2 separate regions of the Sus scrofa genome follow, and region 1 is linked to region 2. The links are chromatin contacts, called in public Hi-C maps. All regions are on one chromosome and are shown on one strand. The core of a region is the stretch at or near the end of the contact, and the rest is flanking DNA. Distances in the headings are between cores, read along the strand shown. Region 1 has its middle 17 kb from the start of TRNAP-UGG. Region 2 holds the start of WNT11 (protein Wnt-11).

Region 1 (3,773 bases), core at 799-3,298, 37 kb after region 2:
CCTGAATAAGTATAGACTCGTGCTGGGACCATGGAAGACCAACGCTGCGGGCACAGAGACACTGGTCAAAAGTCACAGTGACTTTGACCAAGTCACTTCCCCTCTCTGGCTCTCAGTCTCTTCAACCATAACATAAGGCTAAGAATCCCCATTTCACAGGAAGGTTGGCGGATCGAACCAGCAAATGTCTATAAGATACCTAGCTCATTTCCTGGCGGCTGGCCTTGTGGTTCTTAGATCTCACCTCCCGGAGTTCCCATCGTGGCTCAGTGGTTAACGAATCTGACTAGGAACCATGAGGTTGCAGGTTTGATTCCTGGCCTTGCTCAGGGTTAAGGATCTGGCGCTGCCATGACCTGTGGTGTAGGTTGCAGACGCGGCTTGGATTCCACCTTGCTGTGCCTGTGGCATAGGCCGGCAGCTACAGCTCCAATTAGATCCCTAGCCTGGGAACCTCCATATGCCGCTGATGCAGCCCTAGAAAAGGCAAAAAGACAAAAAAAAAAAAAAAAAGAAAGAAAAAGAAAACAAGGCAAGAACTCACCTCCCTTGGTGGCCTAGTGGTTAAGGTTAAGGATCCAGCATTGACACTGCTATCGCGCTGGTTTGATCTGGTTTGATCCCTGGCCCGGGAACTTCTGCATGCCACAACGCAAAAGAAAAAAATTCAGCTGCCCTCACAGGGCCCATACTTGTTACTCAGGGAGCCAGCCATCGGGGGCAAGCGCTGAAACAGCCCCCTGTCTCTCCAGCTCTGTGAATGGGCGCCCCCAGCAGCCTACCACTGATGGGGTGGGGGAGGCAGTCCGAGGCCCCCCTCTCAAATGCAGAGGGGCTGGGCCCAGGGCTGGCTTCTGTGCCCAGTGTAAAGGAGCATCTTCTGGGGGCTCCCTTGCTATCCCCACGTTTGGACAGAAGATTCCGGCTCCAGCTGACACCACACTCCAGCTTAAATAAAGTACCTTCAGAATGTGGCATGGGCTCCTCCCCTGGGCCCCTGGGTATGGACCCAGGATCTATGTGGGATCCTGGACAAGCTGTTCAAAACTCTATGTGTCCCAGTTACCTCGTCATTAAAATAGGAAATATAAAACCTAGCTGAGGATGCTTGTGAGACTGAATTGCAAGAGAGCCTGGACAGAGATTAGCTCAGTACCTGGCCTGGGTGGGCCAAAGTGTGAACTTGGATGATGGGCACTCTGCAGTTTCACTGAATGGATGAGCATCCCTCTGCCCATTTTACAGAAGAGGAAAACTGAGGCCTGCACAGGGAAAGGACTGGCTCACACTGGTAGCCAGAATCTAGGGTGCTCAGAATCTAGGGTGCTCAGTATCTAGGTGCTCAGAAGTCAAAGCTCTGGCCCCCTCTTTCCTTCTTCTTTATTCCTTCCAAGAAGGCCCTTTCTGATTGGATGTGGGGAAAATCTTTGGTGTCTCTGCCCATTTTCCAAATTCCAGAGTGTCTGGATCCAGCCGCACAGCTGCAAGTGGACCGGCCTGGGGAAGGGGAAAGGAGACACAGATCCTGGTCTGTCTCCAGTCCGTCCCCAAGTCTGGACATTCCGGAAACCACACCCTGTCCCCAAGTCCCTCTGCAAGGCTTGGCAGCCTTATCTGCAAAGGGGAGGAGATGGGGTTCTGAAGTCAGCCAGGGCCTATCAGAGGCAGGAGGAAAGCGGGCCAGAGAGGGATGCAGAATGCCCCGTGTGAGCCCAGCCACGCTCGCAAGCACTTGCTGTCCTCCCGGACTGCGGGCAGCCAGCGAGAACTGGCTCCCAGCCCTGAACTCCACAGGGACCTGGGTAAACCATTTCTCCCTTGTAGCCTCAGTTTCCCCATCTGTGAAATGGGAAGTTGAAATCGAGCAGAGGGTTCTCCGTCCTTTGGTAGGAAGCAGAGTTTCCGGAACAAGGCCCGTGACCTCTGGGCCCACAGACCCCACACCCACCCTCGCGTGTCCAAGAATTTGGCTGCGGTATTTCATGTATCATCCTTGTGGTTTGCAGGTACCATGGCCGGCAGGGTGATTACTCAACAGGCTTCTTACACTCCTCGGTGACTAATAGATTCTTTTTCTGTTTGTGTTGCAAAGCCATAGCAATAACACTGGCTCTCAGCGACACCGCTGAAATCACCATTATTCAGCCCAGCCCTCCCTACAATAAACAGACAGCAGAAACATCCCTTCTAGAAAAAGAGGCCCTCCGCTTCTCTCACGGTGGGAGCGGGTCCTTTGATAGGGAAGCTTTTGGGGGGCGGGGATTGCTGAGCTACTGAGACTCATGGGATTATGTCATTTCTCTGGTCGCTTCCAGAACCTGCACGTTGGACGTGATCGGAAGAAGGAATTGAGAAGATAGCATCTGCCCTTTGAAAGTCAAGTGTGGGGTGAAGAGCCCAGCTGGGCGTCAGACAGCCTGGCTTGCAGTCCTGGCTCCATTGCTGGCTGGCTGGGTGACCTTGAGCAAGTCCTAGCCTCTCCCCGAGCTGAACGTCTTATCTGGAAAATGGGGAAAATAAAATGACCTCTCAGGAGAGGTGGAGAAATCCATGAGGACTTAGCACGGGGCTGCGCACAGTAGGAGCTCCCGAGCTGGGGGCTGTTACTATAAGTGAATGAGGAGCCTGGGGCTGGTGGGCTGGATCGGGACAGGATGGGGAGGGCTAGGGCCGACCCCGGGGCACCTGATGGGGGACCCAGATCCCCCCAGAGGGCAAGTCAAGGGCTGGTCACTCTCATGGTCAACTGGCCTCTCCTTTCCTGACCAGCTCTATCTGTCCAAACAGCAATGAACAAAATAGCCCAGCCCAGCACAGCAGCCACAGCATCCGTCACGCAAAATTGCTAAATGCTTCAGAGTGCGGAAGCAAGGGCTGCCTCTGGTCTGGCTCCTGCCTCCCTGGAGGGGAAGCGGGGGGGAGCAGATGCTTCTGTGGCTGGCTGTCACCTTCCCCAACACAGGCCTCCTCACAAGGATTCAAAGCTCCCTGGCGTCTTCAGGGGCCATTGGGCTTCTCACTTGCTGTGGGCAAGAGGTCCTTACCCACGGACGGCCGCCTGCAGGCCCGTTCCCTCCCCCTGTGGGTCTCCACCGCCTGGGTCCCTAGAGTGGGCTGAAACAGTGTCAGAAAATGGTCTTCCCAGGTCCTAGAGCCTGCGTCCACACACAGAGAAAAAGCCAGCTAGCCAGCAGTGAGCTGATAAACATTTAACAATCGACTCTCCAAAGGAAAAAATAACACTTGATTTATGCAGGCACACATCATTTTATTGTGCTTCGCGGATGTTGCGTTTTTGGCAGATTGAGGGTTCGTGGCCACCCGCGTGGAGCAAGTCTATTGGCGCCTTTTTCCCAACAGCCTTTGCTCACGTTATGTCTCCGTGTCAATTTTGCTAATTCTCACAACATTTCAAACCCTCCACGAGCAGAAAGATGATGACTCCCTGAAGGCTCAGGTGATGGCTAGCATTTTTTAGCAATAGAAGTGTTTTTAACTAAGGGGCATATGTTGTGTTTTTAGGTATAATGATCTTGCATGCTTTTTTTTTTTTTTTTGCTTTTTAGGGTCGCACTTGCAACATATGGGCGTTCCCAGGCTAGGGGTCCAATTGGAGCTGTAGGGAGCCAGCCTACGCCACAGCCACGCCAGATCGGAGCTGTATCTGTGACCTACACCACAGCTCAGAGCAACGCCAGATCCTTAACCCACTGAGCGAGGCCAGGGGTCGAACCTGCGTCCTCCTGGATGCTAGTCAGATTTGTTAACCGCTG
Region 2 (4,200 bases), core at 386-2,885:
ACCTTCCTTGGGTCAGGCACGTAGTGGGCCCGCGTCAAAGCCAAGGGTCTTGAAGAGATAAGCGGTCCCTTCCTCCCCGCCCTGAGGCTAAGGTTCAAGCTACCTCGTTTGCAGCGGGCGATGGAGGAAACTTCCCGGGCTGTGCACACTCTGGGCACCGCCAGCGCAGTAACCGCAGTCCCGCTGCAGCAGGTGGTTATAAGGCTGAGGCTCTGGAAGGCCCTGGAAACCCAGCTGCCAGGTGGCTGTCTCCTCTGAGCCAAAGCCGGCGGGGAGACACAAAGCTTCCCCTTCCCCGAAGAGCCTGCGCTGGGCCTGGAGCCGGCACTGCGCGCCGGGGCTGCGTGTCCACGCCGCGCGGAAGGTCGCCGCGGGCCCGGCCTGAAGCCTGTCGCTGCGCAGCTCGCAGAGCCGACCCCGGGAATCCGTGACACAGAGCCACTGCTTCAAGGTTACCTGCGACGCCTAGCGAGGTGGGGCCCGCTCCCCGCCTTTGACCCTGGCCGCGAGATGCGTTTGCTGGGCTGCAGACGGTGCGCCAGGGGGCGGCGGTAGGGGTGGGGGTTATTTTGGAAGTGGGAAGGGTGGGGTGAGGGAACTCGGGGTACCTCATACAACCCTCTCTGAGCCCGACCCCGAGCGCCTAAGGGCCGTGAGGGTCTTGGAGGTACCTTAGCTCCGGGAGGTGGGAGGTGTGGGGCTCGTGCGCGAGCTCCGCCAGATGTTCAGAGCGGCTCCAGATGTGCCTGGGGGCCGGGACAGGACTTTCCTCCTCCCTACCCCCGAGCCTGGAGCTCAGGTCTGTAAACAAACTCTCGGTTCACTCCCTGGCCGCTTCTGGGGGCCCGTCTCAAAGCCAGGCGTCCGCCCCACCCCCCAATTTAGGAGGAACTGCCGTAGTTCTCTGCCTTTGGCCACCCTCTCCCGTCCCGCCACACACACCCCTGCTGCAGGATCCAAGTCCCCCACCCCCGCGGTGGCTCGGGCATGACCTCATCCGCGGGCTGACTGGGAGCGAGAGGGTCTTAAGGGGGGTGGGTAGGCTTGCGGCGGCCCGCGGGAAATGCACGGCCCCCCTGCACCATTCGTCCGCATAAAGCCGGCGCCCCCAGCCCCGCGGGACTGCGGTGAGTGGGGGGAATGCCTGGGAGAGCGGCGGAGGAGAGGCATGGAAAAGGGCTTGCTTTGCCTACCCGGGAGCGAGCGCCCGACGGGATCGCGCCGTCCCCCTCGGATTCGGGCGCCCGTAGCCCCCCGCCGCCCTGGCAGGTCCCCGCGGAGCTCTCGCCCGGTGCCCGCGGCCGCAGCTCACCTCCTGGGCCCTCGCCTGGAGGGGCCGGCCGGGGAGCGGCGAGCGCGGCCCCCAGCGGACCCGAGCGCTCTCCCTGCTGGGCCGGCGGCGAGGGCGCACTCTTCACTTGCGGCAGGAGAAGGACGCCCGGGATCCTGGCGAGCAGCGGCCGGCTCGGGGCTCTCGGGGACCGGGGCGCGGACTCAGGCCGCTCTGGAGGGGGCTCGGCTGCCGGGGCCTGCGCTCGCCCGCTCGCCCGAGCTCTCCTGCTCAGCCGGCACCGTCTCCCGCCCCGGCTGCCCGAACTGCTTTATAAGGCGCGGGCAGCTGCTTTGATCCGCCCACGTCAGCGCGCCGAAACCCCACCGGGTGGCTCGCGCCGCGCGCGGGGGGCGGGGGCGGGGTCCCCGCGGATGCCACGGACCCGCGGCGCCAGCGGCACGAGAGGACGTCGCACCCTGTTGCGTTCCAAAGAGGAGACTTACAGACTGTAACTGCAGCTGGTGTTAACTGAGCGTGCGGGCTGCGAGCCTACTGCGTGCCTGGGGTGCGTGGGGCCCAGGTAAGGCCGGTTTCTCAACCTCACAGCAAGCCCTCCACCCCGTCTGGTTTGGCAGAGGAGGAAGCCTGGGGCTCAGGCGAAAGTCCGACTTAGGTCTCGGTCTGGGGCCCAGGCATCCCTCGGTGTTGATCCTGTAGCTCAGGTCCCGGCAGACATCGGGGACCCCGAGAGCTGCCTCGGTGTCCCAGTCCAGCCTTCACAGGGTTGCCTCTCCAGATCGCTGGTTCCAGGTCTGCGGACTCTCAGCGAAGAAAGGAGGCGCCACGGCTCTGCCCTGAGAAGGCGCTGTAACCTTGGCACCAAGGAGGCAGGCGTCCCATCTCTGGGATGACTCTTAGGGAGTCTTCTGGGTACCTTGCCCTGGTCTCCAAGGAACCACCAGCAGAGGGCTGGTTTCAGAAGCTAAAGAGAAGGAAGAGTGCTCCTTGCGGGTGTAGAACCTTGCCTGGGGTTGGGGCTGGGGCTGTATTTCTGGGGAGACTTCCCTGGGACTGGTTCCACGCCCACCTGGGCCCTCCCTGGCTGACTGTGCCCCCTCCCCTTTCTACCTGCCCCGGTTGGTTACTGTGGTTGCCCTAACTTCTGTCTCTCCCACTCCCCACCTCAGGGGCCCCAACCCCAAGGATGATCTCAAGAATAATCTAGTTCTTTAGCAGAAGGGGAAATAGATTTAGTGAAAGGGGGCTTCTTTCAGATTTCAAAAAAATGCTTGGTACTCTTTCCCCAGTTCCTTGTAGGCACCCATGAACAGCACCCCTAGGCTGTCTTAACCTGGCTGTAACGGCAAACGATGCCCACGTCTGAGCCCAGAGTCCACCGCAGGTTCTCAGCCATGCAAGTGCCCCTGCACGTAAGCAGCCAGTCCCCTTTCTGCACAGGGCTGGGACTGATCTCCCCACAAGTGGTCACAAACACACTCAGGAGATCCTCGGACACACCGTAGGCCCCCACACACTCAGTTGCACATACAGGGGAAATGGCCGTACACATTTTCCTTTTCTATCTTTGCTTTTTTGTTTTGCTTTTTAGGCCACACCCATGGCAAATGGAGGTTCCCAGGCTAGGGGTCAAGTCAGAGCCATAGCCACCGGCCTACGCCACAGCCACAGCAATGCAGAATCCATGCCTTGACTGCAACCTGCACCACAGATTACGGCAACTGCAGATCCTTAACCCACTGAGCGAGGCCAGGGATCGAACCCACAGCCTCATGGATGCTAGTTGGGTTTGCTACCACTGAGCCACAACGGGAACTCCCATACCCATCTTCAAGATGAGGCTGAACACACAGACTGCCCCAATCCAGTTCCTACACAAACACACGTGTTTCCATGCATGCAGCGAGGACACACACACACACACGGCTTCCAAGCAGGCAACACCAATACACGCGTATCCCTGCTTATGGTCTCAGGAATGTCCTTGTGAACACACACTGGGACATCTTCATCTCTTCTTCCAGGACATTGGAGTTAATCCCTTGCTGAACACCACGGGCCAGTAGCATGGCTTTGGGGGGGCGGGTAGGAAGCGGGTGTGGGAGACGGAGCTGCTGCACCTCAGAGGCTACTGACGGGGGTCCTTAGCTCTAACATTCCAAGGCACGCTGGCCACCACAGTCAGAGCCATTCTCGGTGACTTCTGTCCAGCTGCGATCACCCTTTGGTCACTTCAGAAGCTCAATCAGTTTCCTCTAAACATTTGCACAAACAGTCCTTCAACCAGAGATCTGCCAGCTCCCCGCTAATGTACATACAGGAAGTCATTTGGAGCCACGTGGACTTGGGTTCCAGTATTGATTTTGCCAGTTTTATTCTGAGCTGTGTGATCTTGACCACGTTGCCTGAAACGCCCTGAACTTGAATTTCCTCATCCGTAGCACGAGGAGAAGACAGTCCCAGCAAATCCTCTCTTCTCCAAGACGGGGCTCAGTATCCCATTTCATAGATGTAGCAGCTGAGGCTCCAACTGGAATGCTGGCAAGTGGTGGAGTTAATATGTGAACCCAGTTCTCCCCGGTGGGAAGTGCACAGTAGCTGGAGACCCCATGGAAACACATAGAAGGAGGATAGTGACTTTGTGCTTTCTGGAGAGGGGTTGAGGAGGCCAGGAGGAGATGCCAGGACTCCCGAAGCCCGGCCCCAGCCCTCTGGGACCCTCCCAGCTTCTTGGCTCTGTCTTGAGACTCAAGATCCAGGCATCAGCGAAGACAGGAACCCCTGCCCTGGGCGGGGAGAGGGGAAGACGAGGAAATTATTTCAAAAGCTTAGATTGAGAGGTGGCCCCCTGAGCTCCCCTCTAGAGGGGAGGAGGCTCTGGGCCGGGCAGGGCTGGCATATGCTCTGGC

What was found. A called contact is a pair of places that touch in the nucleus more often than the background predicts.
Region 1: a contact with region 2 is called in a Hi-C map of skeletal muscle, with 2.9 times the contacts expected there. The contact joins the enhancer-like site here to the promoter of WNT11 in region 2. A contact is called at or near these places in 1 of 5 promoter capture datasets (liver), 2 of 47 Hi-C or Micro-C datasets (embryonic fibroblasts and skeletal muscle) and 1 of 2 datasets of contacts at active chromatin or transcription factors (skeletal muscle).

Annotation. Positions count from the first base shown.
Region 1 is chr9:10,470,598-10,474,370 of Sscrofa11.1, forward strand. No RefSeq gene overlaps it. Among named protein-coding and RNA genes, the nearest start is that of TRNAP-UGG, 17 kb to the left of the region's middle. Within about 2 kb of position 2,049, at least 23 of the 83 cell types and tissues checked have an H3K27ac peak or open chromatin away from gene starts, as enhancers often do. A contact at or near this core is called in skeletal muscle, where this site is marked.
Region 2 is chr9:10,433,523-10,437,722 of Sscrofa11.1, forward strand. WNT11 (protein Wnt-11) reads right to left here and starts at 1,636. Exons shown (of 6, transcript XM_005667138.3): 1 at 1,313-1,636.